Linked DNA regions of Pan troglodytes: region 2 is linked to region 1. The links are chromatin contacts, called in public HiChIP or PLAC-seq maps. All regions are on one chromosome and are shown on one strand. The core of a region is the stretch at or near the end of the contact, and the rest is flanking DNA. Distances in the headings are between cores, read along the strand shown. Region 1 holds the start of SLC38A9 (solute carrier family 38 member 9). Region 2 holds the start of CCNO (cyclin O).

Region 1 (4,555 bases), core at 81-2,580:
AGCTATTTGTTAAATTTGAATTTTTATTTTATTTCATTTTAGAGATGGAGTCTCGCTCTGTCGCCCATGCCAGAGTGCAGTGGCACAATCTTAGCTCATTGCAACCTCCGCCTACCGGATTCAAGCGATTCTCCTGCCTCAGCCTCCAGAGTAGCTGGGATTACAGGTGCACACCACCACGCCTGGCTAATTTTTGTATTTTTAGCAGAGATGGGTTTCACCATGTTGGTCAGGCTGGTCTCAAACTCCTGACCTTGTGATCTGCCCTCCTCAGCCTCCCAAAGTGCTGCAATTACAGGTGTGAGCCACCGCACCCAGCCTAAATTTGAATTTTCAAGTTTAGGTTTTTTGTTTTGTTTCGTTTTGTTTTTGAGACAGGGTCTTGCTCTGTCACCCAGGCTGCAGTGCAGTGGCACCATCATACCTCACTGCAGCCTTAACTCTTGGCCTCAAATGATCCTCCTGCCTCAGCATCCCAAGTAAGCTTGACTACAGGCAGGTGCCACCCTGCCCAGTTAATTTTTTAAATTCTTTTGTAGAAATGGGGTCTCCCTATGTTGCCCAGACTGGTCTCCAACTCCTGGCCTCAAGTGATTCTCCCACCTCAGCCTCTCAAAATGCTGAGATTACAGGCATAAGCCACGGAGCCGGCCTAAATTTTTAGTTTTCTGGCATTACAGACACTGTTTCTTCTGGTTTAAAAAGAAAAAAGAAAAAGAAACAAAAAGAGCCACTGGCTTCCTTTGTAAGAAGAGCTTAGGGTGGCCATATGCTTTTCAGGGACTGACCTTGAACTGATTTTCATAACAAGCACATTAATTTTACTTAGACTGTATGTTTACTTGGGGAGGTTTTGGGGAAAATTGCTGGGTATGTGGGGTGGGCCTCTAAAATCCTTCTAAAGCCCCTTTTAGCCTAGAGACTAATTTGCAAACACATTTTAAAAAAACAAACCCAAATATCTAGACGACGGAGGGAGCATGCCAACTCAACAGTTTTTTCAAACCAGCTTCCCTTTGTGTCTGTAGGGTCCAAGGTCGTAACCAGATCATACAACACGCGCCAGGAAAGCCCAAAAGAGGGGTGATCCCTCGATGGAGGTGCCGCATCAGCGTTTTCTCACGTGGCCTCCGGGGCTCTATGAATGGCAAGAGATTGCATTCTTTCTACTACCCCTCCCAGCCTCCAGCCGGGACAAGGAACTAGAGCAAACTCGGGGTTGCAGTTCCGACTGGACTCGCCCACCTGGGCGCGCCGGCTGCCCAGCCTCCTGAAGCCTCGGGGCTGGGCCCTGCGGTGATGGGCGTGCTGGCCGTCGCAGAGCCCTCTGGGAGTTGTAGTCCGTAGCGGCGAGAGGTTTGACAGCGACCGCGGGCTTGGCGCATTCAGAACTCCAACTCCCGCCGGCCCCTGCGACCCAGGCTGTTGCCGCTTCCTGTTTGGACTAGGAGCCCCGCGGTCGCAAATTGCGAGAATTTGGGAAGGGAATCTTTATCTTCTCGTCTAGTTCTCCGAGGTTGAAGGCTTGGCCTGCTCAGGTAGATCACGTTCCCACGTCTAGCAAACTCGCCCCTCGGGGAGGTGGGAAGGTATCCGAGGGAAGGCGGCGGGAAGGGTTGAGGTTGGGGCGAAGCCGGCTGTCACCTGGGATAGTTCTTTGCAGCGCATCGGAACCGTCTCTTCTTTTGGGGCTCAGGGAGGCCATAGCCTGGAGCCGCGGAGACTGCTCCGGAGGCACGGCGCGCGCTCCTCAAGGGCTCAGGGAAAGAAAGTCAGGAGTCCCTTGGGGTCTGAGGGAATCCGAGTGTCTATGGGAGTCGGTGTCAGCTGGAGCCTTAGAGAAAAGATAGGGTTGGGGTAAATGAACACCCTGACCCTCGGGTGAGAGAAGGAGGGAGTAAGAGAATTGTGGGACTTGCAGGAATGGGAGCACCCTTCTTTCTCTCTCTTGAGATAGGGTCTTGCTCCGTCGCTTGGGCTTGAGTGAGGTGGCGCGATCACGGCTGGGAGCACCTTTCTCCATCCCGAGTTGGGGACATCTAGAGGGGGAACATGAGGGAGGAACCCCCTTTGGGCCTTGAGCTAGGACCACAGATGGGGTAAGGGCCATGACTGGTAAGCCCTCGCCACGCTTTTCACACGACTCAGTTGTGAGAGTGAGTGTGTTGATAGTGGGTAGCTTGACATCTCAGCATAGTAAAGCTGGAAGAGGGGTTTGAGAGCAGCTAGTCAAGCGCATTCACCTCATTTTACAGAGAAGGAAACTGAGGTCCACCGAGTTGGAGAAACCCACTCAACACCAGGTAACCATTTAATGGCAAACTCGACCAACACCTAATTGTCATGACTCCCAGGCAGTGTCTTATCCATTGCCGTGCTCTGTAGATGAGCACACTATAAGTTGTAAGTTGTACCTCCACCTTGTTTTCTTTTTTCTTTTCTTTTCTTTCTTTTTTTTTTTTTTCAGACAAGAGTCTCGCTCTGTCGCCCAGGCTGGAGTGCAGTGGAGTGATCTCGGCTCACTGCAACCTCCGCCTCCCTGGTTCAAGCGATTCTCGTGCCTCACCCTCCTGAGTAGCTAGGATTACAGCTGCCCGCCACCACGCCCCGCTAATTTTTGTATTTTTAGTAGAAACGGGGTTTCACCATGTTGGCCAGGCTGGTCTTGAACTCCTGATCTCAAGTGATCCGCCTGCCTTGGCCTCCCAAAGTGCTGGGATTACAGGCGTGGGCCACTGCGCCCAGCCTCTTTTTTCTTTTTAATACCTTCAGACATGACAAAGATCTGACATATGTAGGATAGGCAGCTGCTGAGGAGAAAGATTTTTTAAAAACGTTTCGGCCAGGTGCCGTGGCTCACACCTGTAATCCCAGCACTTTGGGAGGCTGAGGCAGGCAGATCATGAGGTCAAGAGATCAAGACTATCCTGGCCAATATGGTGAAACCCCGTCTCTACTAAAAAAAAATACCAAAATTAGCCAGGTGTGGTGGCACATGCCTGTAGTCCCAGCTACTCAGGAGGCTGAGGCAGGAGAATCGCTTGAACCCAGGAGGCGGAGGTTGCAGTGAGCTGAGATCGTGCAACCGCACTCCAGCCTGGTGACAGAGTGAGGCTCCGTCTCAAAAAAAAACAAAAACAAAAACTAAACAAAAAAATTTCAATAGGTCAAAATTACCCATGTCCTAACTTGAGAAAAATCTCTCTGCCTCATAAACAACTACAAACTTCGTGTTAAGATAGAAGGTTCGGCCGATTGCGGTGGCTAACGCCTGTAATCCCAACACTTTTGGGAGGCTGAGGTGGGCGGATCATTTGAGGTTAGGAGTTCAAGACCAGCCTGGCGAACATGGTGAAACCCTGTCTCTACTAAAAATACAAAAATCAGCCAGGTGTGGTGGTGTGCGTCTCATCTGTAATCCCAGCTACTTGGGAGGCTGAGGCAGGAGAATTGCTTGAGCCCGGCAGGCGGAGGTTGCAGTGAGCCAAGACTGCACCACTGCACTCCAGCCTGAGCCACAGAGGGAGATCCTGTCTTAAAAAAAAAAAAAAAAAAAAAAAAAAAAAAAAAAAAAAGTTGTCACCTGTAGTTTCTTTGTTTCTAAGAAAAGAAAATTTACCTTTCCTTCCCCTAGACTTCTGAGAACAGTTAGACTTAGATTCCTTTTCTTTTCTTTTCTTTTTTTTTTTTTTTTGAGATGGAATCTTGCTCTGTTGCCAGGCTGGAGTGCAGTGGCGCAATCTCAGCTCACTGCAACCCCTGCCTCCCGGGTTCAAGCGATTCCCCTGCCTTAGCCTCCCAAGTAGCTGGGACTACAGGTGCACACCACCATACCCGGCTAATTTTTTGTGTGTGTTTTGGTAGAGATGGGGTTTCACCATGTTGGCCAGGATGGTCTTGATCTCCTGACCTCTTGATCTGCCTGACTCGGCCTCCCAAAGTGCTGGGATTACAGGCGTGTGCCACACACGCCCAGCCAGTTAGCCTTAGATTTCTAATCACAATCTTAAATACTATATATTTCAGTTACATACATAAAATAATATGCTTTTAATTGTGATTTTATAATACTCTAAATACTTACAATAAAGGGTAAACTCAGCATAGGAGGATGGAATACCAACCTGAACTACAAATTGAAATAGTATTGTTTAGTATTTTTTTTTTTCTTTTTGGGGTTAGGGGCAGAGTTTTGCTCTGATACTCAAGCTTTAGTGCAGTGGCACTATCATAGCTAACTGTTACCTTGAACTCCTAGGTTCAAGCAATCCTCTTGCTTCAGCCTCCCAAAGCATTGGGATTACAGGCATGAGCCACCACACTGGACCTATATAGTATTTTTTAAAAAGTATATATGGGCTTAAAAGTTAAAAAAAAAAAAATCGCTTAGAGGTTAAAAATGTCTACCAGGCCTACATTTTATAACATACTTAAATTTCTGTCCTTTGCTAGGGTTTTTTCTTTCTTACCACTGAAATATAACTTGAGAGCATTTAGTGTTCCCATTGTAGAAGGAGAGATTCTTTGGTACCACAGCGTTGCTTTGGTAATTTCT
Region 2 (4,168 bases), core at 1,170-3,669, 480 kb after region 1:
TTAAACAAGTGCAACAAGTGGTTCTTTGTTCCCCCAACTACTATGCAGCTCTGTGAGGGCAGGGCCGTGCAGTCTTACAGTTTTAGACCCAGCACCTGGCACAGCAGGCATTCCAGAAGACTGAGGAATACATCCATCAAGCCAAAGCTCAAGCACCACCTGTTGGGAATTGACTCTAACTATAGGCAAACTCCCTGGGAGTGCAAAGCATTTTCAGCGTGGTGCAAAGACAGTCTCACGTCCACAGATGGATCAAATGATGGTGCTTTTTTTTCAGAATAGCTCCAGTGTGGCCAGGCGCGGTGGCTCACGCCTGTAATCGCAGCATTTTGGGAGACCGAGTCGGGCAGATCACCTGAGGTCAGGAGTTCAAGACCAGCCTGGCCAACATGGTGAGACCCTGTCGCTACAAAAATACAAAAATTAGCCAGGGATGATGTCAGGTGCCTGTAATCCCAGCTACTCAGGAGCCTGAGGCAGGAGGATCGCTTGAACCTGGGAGGCGGAGGTTGCAGTGACCCCAGATCATGCCACTGCACTCCAGCCTGGGGGACAGGGCAACACTCCGTCTCAAACAAACAAAAAGAATAGCTCCAGTGTGATAATACTGTTGACTCCCCAATGACAGCTTTAAGGTGACCCGACTATTTTACGTTCAAAAAGGACATTGAATTTTCACATCTATTTTACTTGACCCTCAAGGCAAATAATATCCATATTTAACAGATGAGGAAATGGAGACTCAGAGGGGGAAATGTCCTGCCTAAGATAACCAATAAAAGAGCCACAGTTTTGCCCTCAGGAGTTGACTTCACTAATTAGATTTTCAAAAAAAAGAAAAAATAGGCTAGGCATGGTGGCTCACGCCTGTAATTCCAGTACTTCTGGAGGCTGAGGCAGGTGGATCACGAGGTCAAGAGATCAAGACCATCCTGGCCAACATGGTGAAACCTGGTCTCTACTAAAAATACAAAAATTAGCCGAGTGTGGTGGTGTGCACCTGTAGTCCCAGCTACTCAGGAGGCTGAGGCAGAAGAATCACTTGAACTCGGGAGGCGGAGGTTGCAGTGAGCTCAGATCTCACCACTGCATTCCAGCCTGGCAACAGAGTGAGACTCCGTCTTAAAAAAAGAAAAAGAAAAAAATAGATGGCTGGGCACGGTGGCTCACGCCTGTAATCCCAGCACTTTGGGAGGCCAAGGCGGGAGGATCACCTGAGGTTGGGAGTTCAAGACCAGCCTAATATGGAGAAACCCCCGTCTCTACTAAAAATACAAAATTAGCCAGGCACGGTGGCGCATGCCTGTAATCCCAGCTACTAGAGAGGCTGAGGCAGGAGAATCGCTTGAACCCAGGAAGCAGAGGTTGCGGTGAGCTGAGATCATGCCATTGCACTCCAGCCTGGGCAACAAGAGCAAAACTCTGTCTCAAAAAGAAAAAAAAAATAGATGAAAGCATAATTAGAATTTAAAAAGAAAAAAAAGGAAAAAGGAGTTGACTTCCTGCTCTTTTCACTTTACCACACTAGCCACCTGGGCCAATATGAAAAAATCAGAATTCCTGGATTCTTTCTTCTCACCCAGAAAGCTTCTCTAGGAAGAAGTCTGGTATCTGAGTCCTCTCCACAGGTTCAATTGCTCCTCCCATAATGTTGCTCCTCCCAACAATAGTCTGAGAGACAGTAAGGCCTGGCACCACTCCCAGTGTTTCTTAGCTCGTCTCCCATGTTAGAGATGAGATTATTTATTTATTTATTTTTCTTTTGAGACGGAGTGTTGCTGTGTTGCCCAGGCTGGAGTGCAGTGGCATGATCTTGGCTCACTATAACCTCCCCCTCCCAGGTTCAGGCGATTCTCGATTCTCGTGCCTCAGCCTCCCAAGTAGCTGGGATTACAGGTGTGTGCTATCACCCCCAGCTAATTTTTGTATTTTTAGTAGAGATGGGGTTTCACCATGTTGGCCAGGCTGGTCTCAAACTCCTGACCTCATGTGATCCACCTGCCCTGGTCTTCCAAAGTGCTGGGATTACAGTCGTGAGCCACCACGCCCGGCCCAAATGACATTATTTAGGGCAGAATAGAGAGCTTGCTCAGAGTTATGGGGAAATAGGAGGAACAGTGGTCAGAACCCAAAATCCATTCCTTTTCTTTCACCTGCATCTCTAGGAGACACCATCCCACCATCTACTAAATTTTCATAGACAGAAACTTGCACTTTCAGCAGACACATTTATCAGCTTTCTTCTGGAATGAGGTTAGGTGGCTGAACCTGCTCTTGGTTTGGCACCCAGTAGCCTCGCCTCTGGAAAACACCAGGGTTGAGGGTACCTGAGCTTTCTGCCGTTGCTAAGTGCCTGTGAGGTTGATTATGGGCTACTTGTGCTCCTGCAGCCCCTTCTCCTATAGGGTCAGAGACCCTCAGGAAGATTCACTCAGGCCACAGAAGGGCTCCAGCTTCTACCAGGACAGGAGTCTGTGGACTAAACCCGAGGCGCCTTGAGGAAACTGCCACGCCCGGTCGGCCTGGGCGTCCCCATTCCAGCTTTAATTTCCCTGAGTTTATCACCCTGAAGGAGCGGACGCAGGAAGCAGGGAAAAACCAAGGACTGGGCTGCCGGCGGGGCAGAAGGCCAGAAGCTAATGACCTAAAACGGAACAGGCTGTGAGCAATTCGATCAAACTCGAAATGCAACTTTCCAACAATGTTCTTAAACCGCTGTAGCCCCAGCTTGCTTGGCTTGGGGTGAAAAGTGTGGGAGAAAGTCTTCACGGCCTGCAGACTTGCTTGCCGACTGAGGTTGATCCGGCAGTTTTCCGTTTTGTTTTGAGCGCGAAAGCCGTGGCTGGCTGGTGGAGCTCCAATCTATTCCGCAGCACAAACGGCCCTTCTGAGGCTCTGCTCCCCGAGGCTGGCGGAAGGAAGGGCACTGGCTACTCCGGTACCCACCGAAACAAAACCGACAAACGCAACCGAATTAACACTATTGCTTGTTTGGGTCACTGAAGAAAACTTTTCCTGTGTCGACAGAATTCTAGCCCGACTTTCGTTTGGAACTCAGGATCAGACCTTTACAAAATTACCGACCTGGGTTAGAGGTGCCCGCACGTGTCGAGACCATCTGGCCAAGGACAGAGAGATGCCCCCTGGGAGAATGTTTTAACCGGCGCAGCGGAGCCGCTTGGCTGCGCCCGCCGCAGCCCTACTCCGTGCGCCGGGCTCCGCAGTGACCCGGGCTGCCGCAGCGACCCGGGCTCCGGTTGCCCAGGTAACGCAGGACGCAGGCGCGAAAGGCGGGTGCCTGGCGCGCGCTGCAGCTCCCCCTCCCCCCGGCGGGCCGCGGAGGCGACGCGCTGCCTGCGCCCTGAGGCGAGTGGTTCTCCAGCCGGAAAATCGCGGCTCCGGTGCCGCTCTGGGCTCAGCCAGTGAGAGGCCGGGGGTGTGGTAGAGAGAAGGAGCCGGCCAGGTACTTAGGACCGCGCCAGCCTCTGAGCCCGGCCTCCTTCGCACTTTCGAGTGCGCGTTTGCTGCCCGCCGCAGCCCGGGCGTTGAAGGTAGTAAAGCGGCCACCCGGCCGCATCATGGTGGCCCCCTGTCCCACCAGCCCCTCGAGCCCCGCCGCCCGAGCGGGGAGGCGGGACAACGACCAGAACCTTCGCGCCCCGGTGAAGAAGAGCAGGCGTCCGCGCCTCCGGAGGAAGCAGCCGCTGCATCCCCTGAACCCGTGCCCGCTCCCAGGAGACTCCGGCATTTGCGACCTGTTCGAGTCCCCCAGCTCCGGCTCAGACGGCGCAGACAGCCCCTCTGCGGCGCGGGGTGGTAGCCCCCTGCCCGGCCCGGCCCAGCCCGTGGCGCAGCTAGATCTACAGACCTTCCGCGACTACGGCCAGAGCTGCTACGCCTTCCGCAAGGCGCGGGAGAGCCACTTCCACCCGCGGGAGGCGCTGGCACGGCAGCCACAAGTGAGGTGCTGGTAGAGCCAGCTCCACGCCGCCGCTCTTCCTCTCCTCCCAGGCTCTCTCCTCTCCTGCCGGCTCGGCCCTCCGAGCGCCCGGGCCCGCGACAGCCCAGCTCCCGCCCCGAGTCGAAGCACAAGGGGCCGTGGAGGGGCGTCACCGGCCTCATTTTACAGATGGAGAAAAGTGGGGCGTAGACGGCTTGAGGGACTTGC

What was found. HiChIP or PLAC-seq counts read pairs in DNA pulled down with a chosen protein or histone mark.
Region 2: a contact with region 1 is called in an H3K4me3 HiChIP or PLAC-seq map of stem cell-derived excitatory neurons, with 2.1 times the contacts expected there. The contact joins the promoter of CCNO here to the promoter of SLC38A9 in region 1. A contact is called at or near these places in 1 of 7 Hi-C or Micro-C datasets (stem cell-derived neural progenitor cells) and 1 of 1 datasets of contacts at active chromatin or transcription factors (stem cell-derived excitatory neurons).

Annotation. Positions count from the first base shown.
Region 1 is chr4:58,938,162-58,942,716 of NHGRI_mPanTro3-v2.0_pri, forward strand. SLC38A9 (solute carrier family 38 member 9) reads left to right here and starts at 1,331. Exons shown (of 18, transcript XM_009449151.5): 1 at 1,331-1,538; 2 at 2,256-2,303.
Region 2 is chr4:59,418,832-59,422,999 of NHGRI_mPanTro3-v2.0_pri, forward strand. CCNO (cyclin O) reads left to right here and starts at 2,420. Exons shown (of 3, transcript XM_001147153.6): 1 at 2,420-3,959. The coding sequence starts at 3,579. It overlaps LOC107974739 (a long non-coding RNA gene), which reads right to left and starts at 3,254. Exons shown (of 7, transcript XR_010156925.1): 1 at 3,085-3,254.